Regions from separate parts of the Pan troglodytes genome. Here region 1 is linked to region 2. Evidence: chromatin contacts called from public capture Hi-C data. All regions are on one chromosome and are shown on one strand. The core of a region is the stretch at or near the end of the contact, and the rest is flanking DNA. Distances in the headings are between cores, read along the strand shown. Region 1 has its middle 40 kb from the start of TPRA1. Region 2 has its middle 130 kb from the start of TPRA1.

Region 1 (3,027 bases), core at 487-2,986, 91 kb after region 2:
CACATTCTTCCCTTCACCTTGGGGCTCGGAGCCCCAGCTCTGCCTCCATTTAGCTGTGACACTTGGGCAACAGGCCTCAGTTTCCCCAGCTGTTCACTGACAGAATCACTGTGAAGTTCATGGGGGCTTCTCGGCTCATGTACCCATTGTCTCAGGAGAGGAGCAGCTTGTCTCTCTGGGTTCAAACTCAGCCTCCACTTTTAGCTATGTAACCTTAGGCAGGTAGCTTAATCTCTCTGAAGCTTGGCTTCTTCATCCAAAAAAGGAGATGCATTATTGGGATTATTACGAGATTCCAGGAGATGATTCAAGAAAAGCCCTTAGCACAGAGCAAGTGCTCAGCAAATGTGAGCAAGAGCAGGGAGTTGTGAGCTGACCCGTGTCCCCTCCCCAAGGGCTTAGGCCAAGGTCACGACCAACAGGCCAGCATCCCAGAGAAGGCCAGGCTCCAGGCCTCCTCATCCAGAGTCCACTTGCCTGAGTGGTATAGTCCCAGACTGAGGTCACCCTCCACTCCCATGTCACTGAGTCCCTGCCATGTGCCAGGCAGCCCTGTCAGTGCTGGAGAGAGGTCCCGTGGAGACAGAGACTGGGAGGGTGCTGCCCTGAAGTTCTAGGGGGAAAAGGAAAGGAATAAATAGGGGAGTGGAACAGAAACATCCAGGGAGGAATTGGGACTACTTGGTCCATCGGGGGGAGAGAGAATTTTGGGCCATCAGGAGAGGTTGAGGGGCATTGTCAGGGAAGGGCTTTCCAGGCAAGGGAGCCACACGTGCTGGGGCAGGAGGCAGGCACAACCCTGAGGCCTTGTGGATAGCAGGAAGGCTGTTGTGCCGCTGCAAGAGGAGAGGAGGGGAGAGGGGAGCCGCGGTGTCAGCTGGGCGGCAGGGCATTCATGCGAGCGGAAGGCCTCCTGGGGATTCTATTTTAAGGTGACAGGAGCCCTGGAGGGTTTGAAGCCAGCTCGGTGGTGGGCTTTCCATTCCACACCGAGGCCAGCGGCAGGCTCAGCTCAAACCCTGAGAGTCTGGCTCCAAACAGCTCCAGGCAAGAAAATGAAGCTCGGAGGGGAACTCAGGAGGGAAGGATTGGGGTTGGGAAGGTGGTGCGACTGGGGAGGGAGGGGCACAGGCTGTGGTCAATGGGCGCGGTCTGAGGCTGAGGGTGCGGTCTGAGGCTGGGGGTGCGAGCTGGGGTCTGGAGGTGAGACACGGACTGGGTGCTGGAGAGGGGACATAAGCTGGGGTACTGAGGAGGGGTCAAGGGAGGAGGGACGGAGCTGGGGCAAGGACTGGGTCCGGGGGAGGGGTAGGGGAGTAAGCCAGGCGGTGTTGGCGCAGCTCAGAGCAGACGCACAGCCCGGGGCTGGGAAGCAGGGCAGGCGCTGCCCAGCCCCTCCGAAAGGCGCAACTGAGAGGGGCCTGCGGCAGTCCGGAGGCGCCCCCTCCTCTTCCCCTCCTCCTCCTTCCCCTCCCCTCCTCCTCCTTCCCCTCCCCTCCTCCTCCTTCCCCTCCCCTCCTACTCCAACCCCTCCTCTCCCCTCCTCTCGCTGCCTTCCCCTTTCTTTTACTCTCCCCTCTCCTCCCCTCTTTCTCCTTCCTCTCCCCTCCCCTTGCTGTCCTCCCGTCCCTTTCCCTACCCTCCCCTCCCCTCCCCTCCGCCCCCCTCCCCTTCCGGAGCCCGGCCCCGCGCGCCGCCATGCCTGGTGCCGCACCGCCCCCTGGTGCCCACGTCAAGCATGGCGCGGAGCGACTGCACTGTGCCCGGGCTGCACTGGGGGCGAGAGGCCAGGGAGCCCCTACGGCCTCCAGAGGCCGGGCGTTGGGGGGGCCGCAGAACGTCGGGGACTCCCTTGGGACCCACGCTCAGCTCCGCCCTGCCCGCACTCGGCTGGGTCCTTGGGGCCCCTCCCCTCTCTGGATCTCGCTTCACAGCCAAGATCACCAGCTGGGAGTGGCCAAGGTCACCAGCTGGGAGTGGCCGACCCAGCGCCAGGCGCCGTCCCGCAGCGCTGTCCCCGTACCCGCAGGCCAGCAGGCTGCACGACTGTCTGAGCCTCAGTGTCCTCATCTGTAACACGGGCATCATCATATCCCCAGCTTCAATCTTCACGTCTCAAACCATTGAAATCTCAGCAGTAAGAATCCAAGTATCCAAGTGCCAAATTCTCCATCAATGTCTACATAGTTTTGGTTTAAGTCTGTCTTTTCATGCATTTCCTTTTAGCACTGGAATGAAGTTCAAGCAACAGGCCGGTCACGGTGGCTCATGCCTGTATTTCCACCACTTTGGGAAGCCAAGAAGGGCGGATCACTTGAGCCCAGAAGTTCGAGACCAGCCTGGGTAACACAGGGAAATCCCATCTCTACAAAAAATGTTTTTAAATTAGCCTGACTTGGTGGCGCACACCTGTAGTTCCAGCTACTGAGGAGGCTGAGGCGGGAGGATCGGGAGGATCGCTTGAGCACAGGAGGTCGAGGCTGCAGTGAGCCGTGATCACACCACTGCGCTCCAGCCGGGGCAGCAGAGCAAGACCCTGTCTAAAAAAAAAAAAAAAAAAGACACACAAGTGACAGTGAACCTCAGAGGCTGGCATATAAAAAGGGTGGTTTTTGAGAAGCAAGACCCTCCAGAAGTCAAGCTTTAGCCCTATCAAAAGATGTCCAAGAAACTGTCTTTTTTTTTTTTTTTTTTTGAGATGGAGTCTCGCTCTGTACCCAGGCTGGAGTGCAGTGGCACGATCTCAGCTCACTGCAACCTCCACCTCCCAGGTTCAAGCAATTCCCCTGCCTCAGCCTCCCAAGTAGCTGGAACTACAGGCATGTGCCACCATGCCCAGCTAACCACACCTGGCTAATTTTTTGTATTTTAGTAGAGATGGGATTTCACCATGTTGACCAAGATGGTCTCGAGCTCCTGACCTCGTGATCCACCCACCTCGGCCTCCCAAAGTGCTAGGATTACAGGAGTGAGACAGCGTGCCCGACCAGAAACTATCTTTAAGCTAAAAATGCACTTAAAGAAAAA
Region 2 (2,988 bases), core at 314-2,813:
AGACTATCTGTGGGCAGTCAGAGGCGCCCAGCCTGCAACAGAGGCCAAAGGGCAGGCGAAGGTGGAGGAGGCGGGGTGCTTTTCTTCCGCTGGTCCCATCACTGCTAATGGGGCCTCAGGGCCTCCTCTCTGGAAGAGCAAACTGACCTCCGGAGAAAACAGTTGGAGCAGGAAAAACAGAGAGATGCCAGGGACCCAAGGGGCACTCAGAGACAGGGTCAGCCCTTATTGGAGTTAGAGAGGCAGACAGAAGACAGAGAGGCCCAGGGATGGAGAGGGGAAGTGCAAAACAGATGGCCGGGGAGGGATGCGGAGGAGAGGCGGAGGTGTGCGCTGGGGGAGAGGACTACCGACGGCGCTGGCGGTCGGTCGGGATGGGCTGGAGCGGGCTGCAGTCGGGGCTGCATCGCCGGGTCCCAGCATAGCACAGGCTCGGCGCCGCACCCGCAGCCTTTGTCCTGGGCTGCAGAGGGTTCCCGCGGGCCGCCAGCGCCCCCTGCCGCCCCCAGAGCGCCGCGCCGCAGCCGAGCGGCCCCTTGCTGTGCAGAGGGGACCGAGCCCGAGAGGGGACCGAGCCCGAGAGGGGACCGCGAGGGCGGAAGGGAAGCTCCGCGAGCCGGCGCCAGCGCCACGGCCCAAACCCCAGCCTCTGCAGGTGCTCACTGCGCGACTGCCTGTCCCAGGCGCTCGGGCTGCGCGCCCTCTCTAGGGCCTGGGAGCAGCGTGAGTCCCGGGGGCGGCCCGGCATGGGCCTCCCACCCCAGGAGACGCCCTTCTGGCCTGGCCCTCCCAGTCGCCTGGGCAGGACTCGGATGCCCGCGGGCTGCAAACCTCTCCCCCGTGAACCCAGCAGGGAGGCCGGGGAGGCACGCTGCTCCCCCTCTCAGCCTTGCCCAGTGTCCAGACCTTTCAAAAGAAGCCAGAAAATTCACGTTTGCTTGGGAATCCCACAATTCAATAGCTTTTCAAAACAGTGCGGGAAGAAAAGTGTGTTTGGCCCACCAGCAGCCGGCGGGCACCCTCCCAGCCTCTTCACGGACTCTCCTTCAGGTTTTGGGCGCCCGGCCCCACTAGAGTCATCTGTGGGCATTTCCTTCAGATCTTCCTCCACTTAAATACACTTATTGAAAAAGAAAACTCCTTTTCTCTTTCCCTATAGTAATTAGAAACTCAGCGTCCTGTGGTGTAAAAGCCAGGTAGCCTCGGAAGTGAAACAGGGCAATTAGAACAGACACAGGGCCTGTTCCGCCCCACCCTGCTGCATCTGGTGGACAAGCCCCGGGGCTGCTGATGACCCATGCCCTCTGACCTCAGGGGAGGGGCGGGCCGACGACAGGCCTTTCTAGAAGGGCCCTACGAGCGGCTTCAGGGAGTCTGGGAACCAAAGCAGCCACCCTGTCCATGGCACTGTCCACCCCTGGCACCACGGCCCCACCGGGAGTGGAAGCCGCCAGGTGAGGCAGGGGTGGTTCCCTTCCCCGGGGAACAATGTGCAGAAGGCATCGGTGCCTGCCAGAGACGAAGTGGGGAGGTGGGGAGACAGAGCACAGAGAGTGACTCAGACCCGAGGGCGAACCAGAAGCTGCTCGGAGATTCCCACTGTATGGCTTCCTGCAGGATTCAGCTGTGGAGACTGAAGCCGGAGGGCCTCGGGGGAGCCGCAGGAAGCGGGTGGGCGGGGGCCGTCTGCCCCTGGTCACTCAGGACAGCCTGGCTCACCACGGAGGAGGAGAAGCCAATGGAGACAGCGGGGACCAAGAGGGAGGGGGTGGATGGGGAGCCTGGGGAGGAGCGGAGGGACCCAGGTCCCCTGCCTCACAGGACGACCAGAACAGGTTCCAGGTCTCCAGCCAGCTACAGGGCTTCTTAACACACAGCACTCCCTGTTTCGAGCCTTCCGGGAGGCCCCCAATCCAGGATCAAGACCCAGCCCCGTCACGTCACGGCCTGGCTCACGAGGCCCCACTTCAACTGCCCCTGACCTCTCTGCGCCCCCTGCTCCCGCCAGCCCTGCCGGCCGCTGCCCTGGAGAAGGAGCTGCAGACGGATCCCCAGTGAGTAGGAGGCAGCCGTGTGAGTCAGGCAGCGGAGGGAACGGGCTGCATCGCGGAGAGGAGGTGCGAAGCAGCGCGCCGTTTCCGGGCTCTGGAAGCCGAGCTGCCGAGGCGTAAGCTGGGAGGTGGACATGACGGGGGAGTGGGGAAGGGCAGGCGGCGGGACGGCCACACAGCGGAATATTATGCAACTTATAAAAAATTTAATTACCTCCCTACCAATAGACTTAAAGGGATTTCTATAAGGTATTGTTGGGTGAGAAAAGCAATTTGGAGATAAGAATGTAACATACGATCCCATTTTTATAAAACAATGGGCAAAAAAATCTGTGAGTTTGTGTGTATATATGTATATGTATATAGGCCTCTATAGGATTTTATTAACACAAAAGAAAATACAGGATACATGCTAGGTTGTTAACAGGGGTTTTCTTCACGGAAGCCTATTGTGCGGGAAGGGGAACCAATAAAAAAAGGATCTGAGAAATAAAGACCGCCCTTAAAAGATGGATGACTGCAGCTAACCGTGTCCCCAACACCCACCCCTACCAAAGCTAGACATGGGGCAGTGGTCTCGACTATCCCCTTCTCCCCATCCCAGCATCTGCTCCTCTCAGGTGGCAGCCAGCCACTAGACACCCCCCAACACACACATGCACGTGCACACACACACACACACACAGACCCAGCCCAGTCTCCACATAGCCAACCCTCTGAGGGTTCCAGTTGCCCTGAGAGTGAGATCCACTTCAACACAGACTCCAAGTTCCTTCCCCCAGCCCCACTCACCTCTGCAGGCTCAGTCCTCACTGCTCCCCCAAACCCCACCCTGCCAACTCCCTGCACTGCCAAATAGCCCAGGGTCCAGCCACTGTGCTCTGAACTCTGAGCCTCTGCACCTGTCAGAACAAGCTTGCATTGATATTGGCTATAT

Evidence for each region. Capture Hi-C pulls out chosen DNA fragments and counts their contacts.
Region 1: a contact with region 2 is called in a capture Hi-C map of stem cell-derived neural stem cells, with 4 times the contacts expected there. The contact joins two enhancer-like sites. A contact is called at or near these places in 3 of 7 Hi-C or Micro-C datasets (induced pluripotent stem cells and stem cell-derived neural progenitor cells) and 1 of 1 other capture datasets (stem cell-derived neural stem cells).

What each region holds. Positions count from the first base shown.
Region 1 is chr2:130,779,140-130,782,166 of NHGRI_mPanTro3-v2.0_pri, forward strand. No RefSeq gene overlaps it. Among named protein-coding and RNA genes, the nearest start is that of TPRA1, 40 kb to the right of the region's middle. Within about 2 kb of position 1,737, at least 10 of the 24 cell types and tissues checked have an H3K27ac peak or open chromatin away from gene starts, as enhancers often do. A contact at or near this core is called in stem cell-derived neural stem cells, where this site is marked.
Region 2 is chr2:130,688,193-130,691,180 of NHGRI_mPanTro3-v2.0_pri, forward strand. No RefSeq gene overlaps it. Among named protein-coding and RNA genes, the nearest start is that of TPRA1, 130 kb to the right of the region's middle. Within about 2 kb of position 1,564, at least 8 of the 24 cell types and tissues checked have an H3K27ac peak or open chromatin away from gene starts, as enhancers often do. A contact at or near this core is called in stem cell-derived neural stem cells, where this site is marked.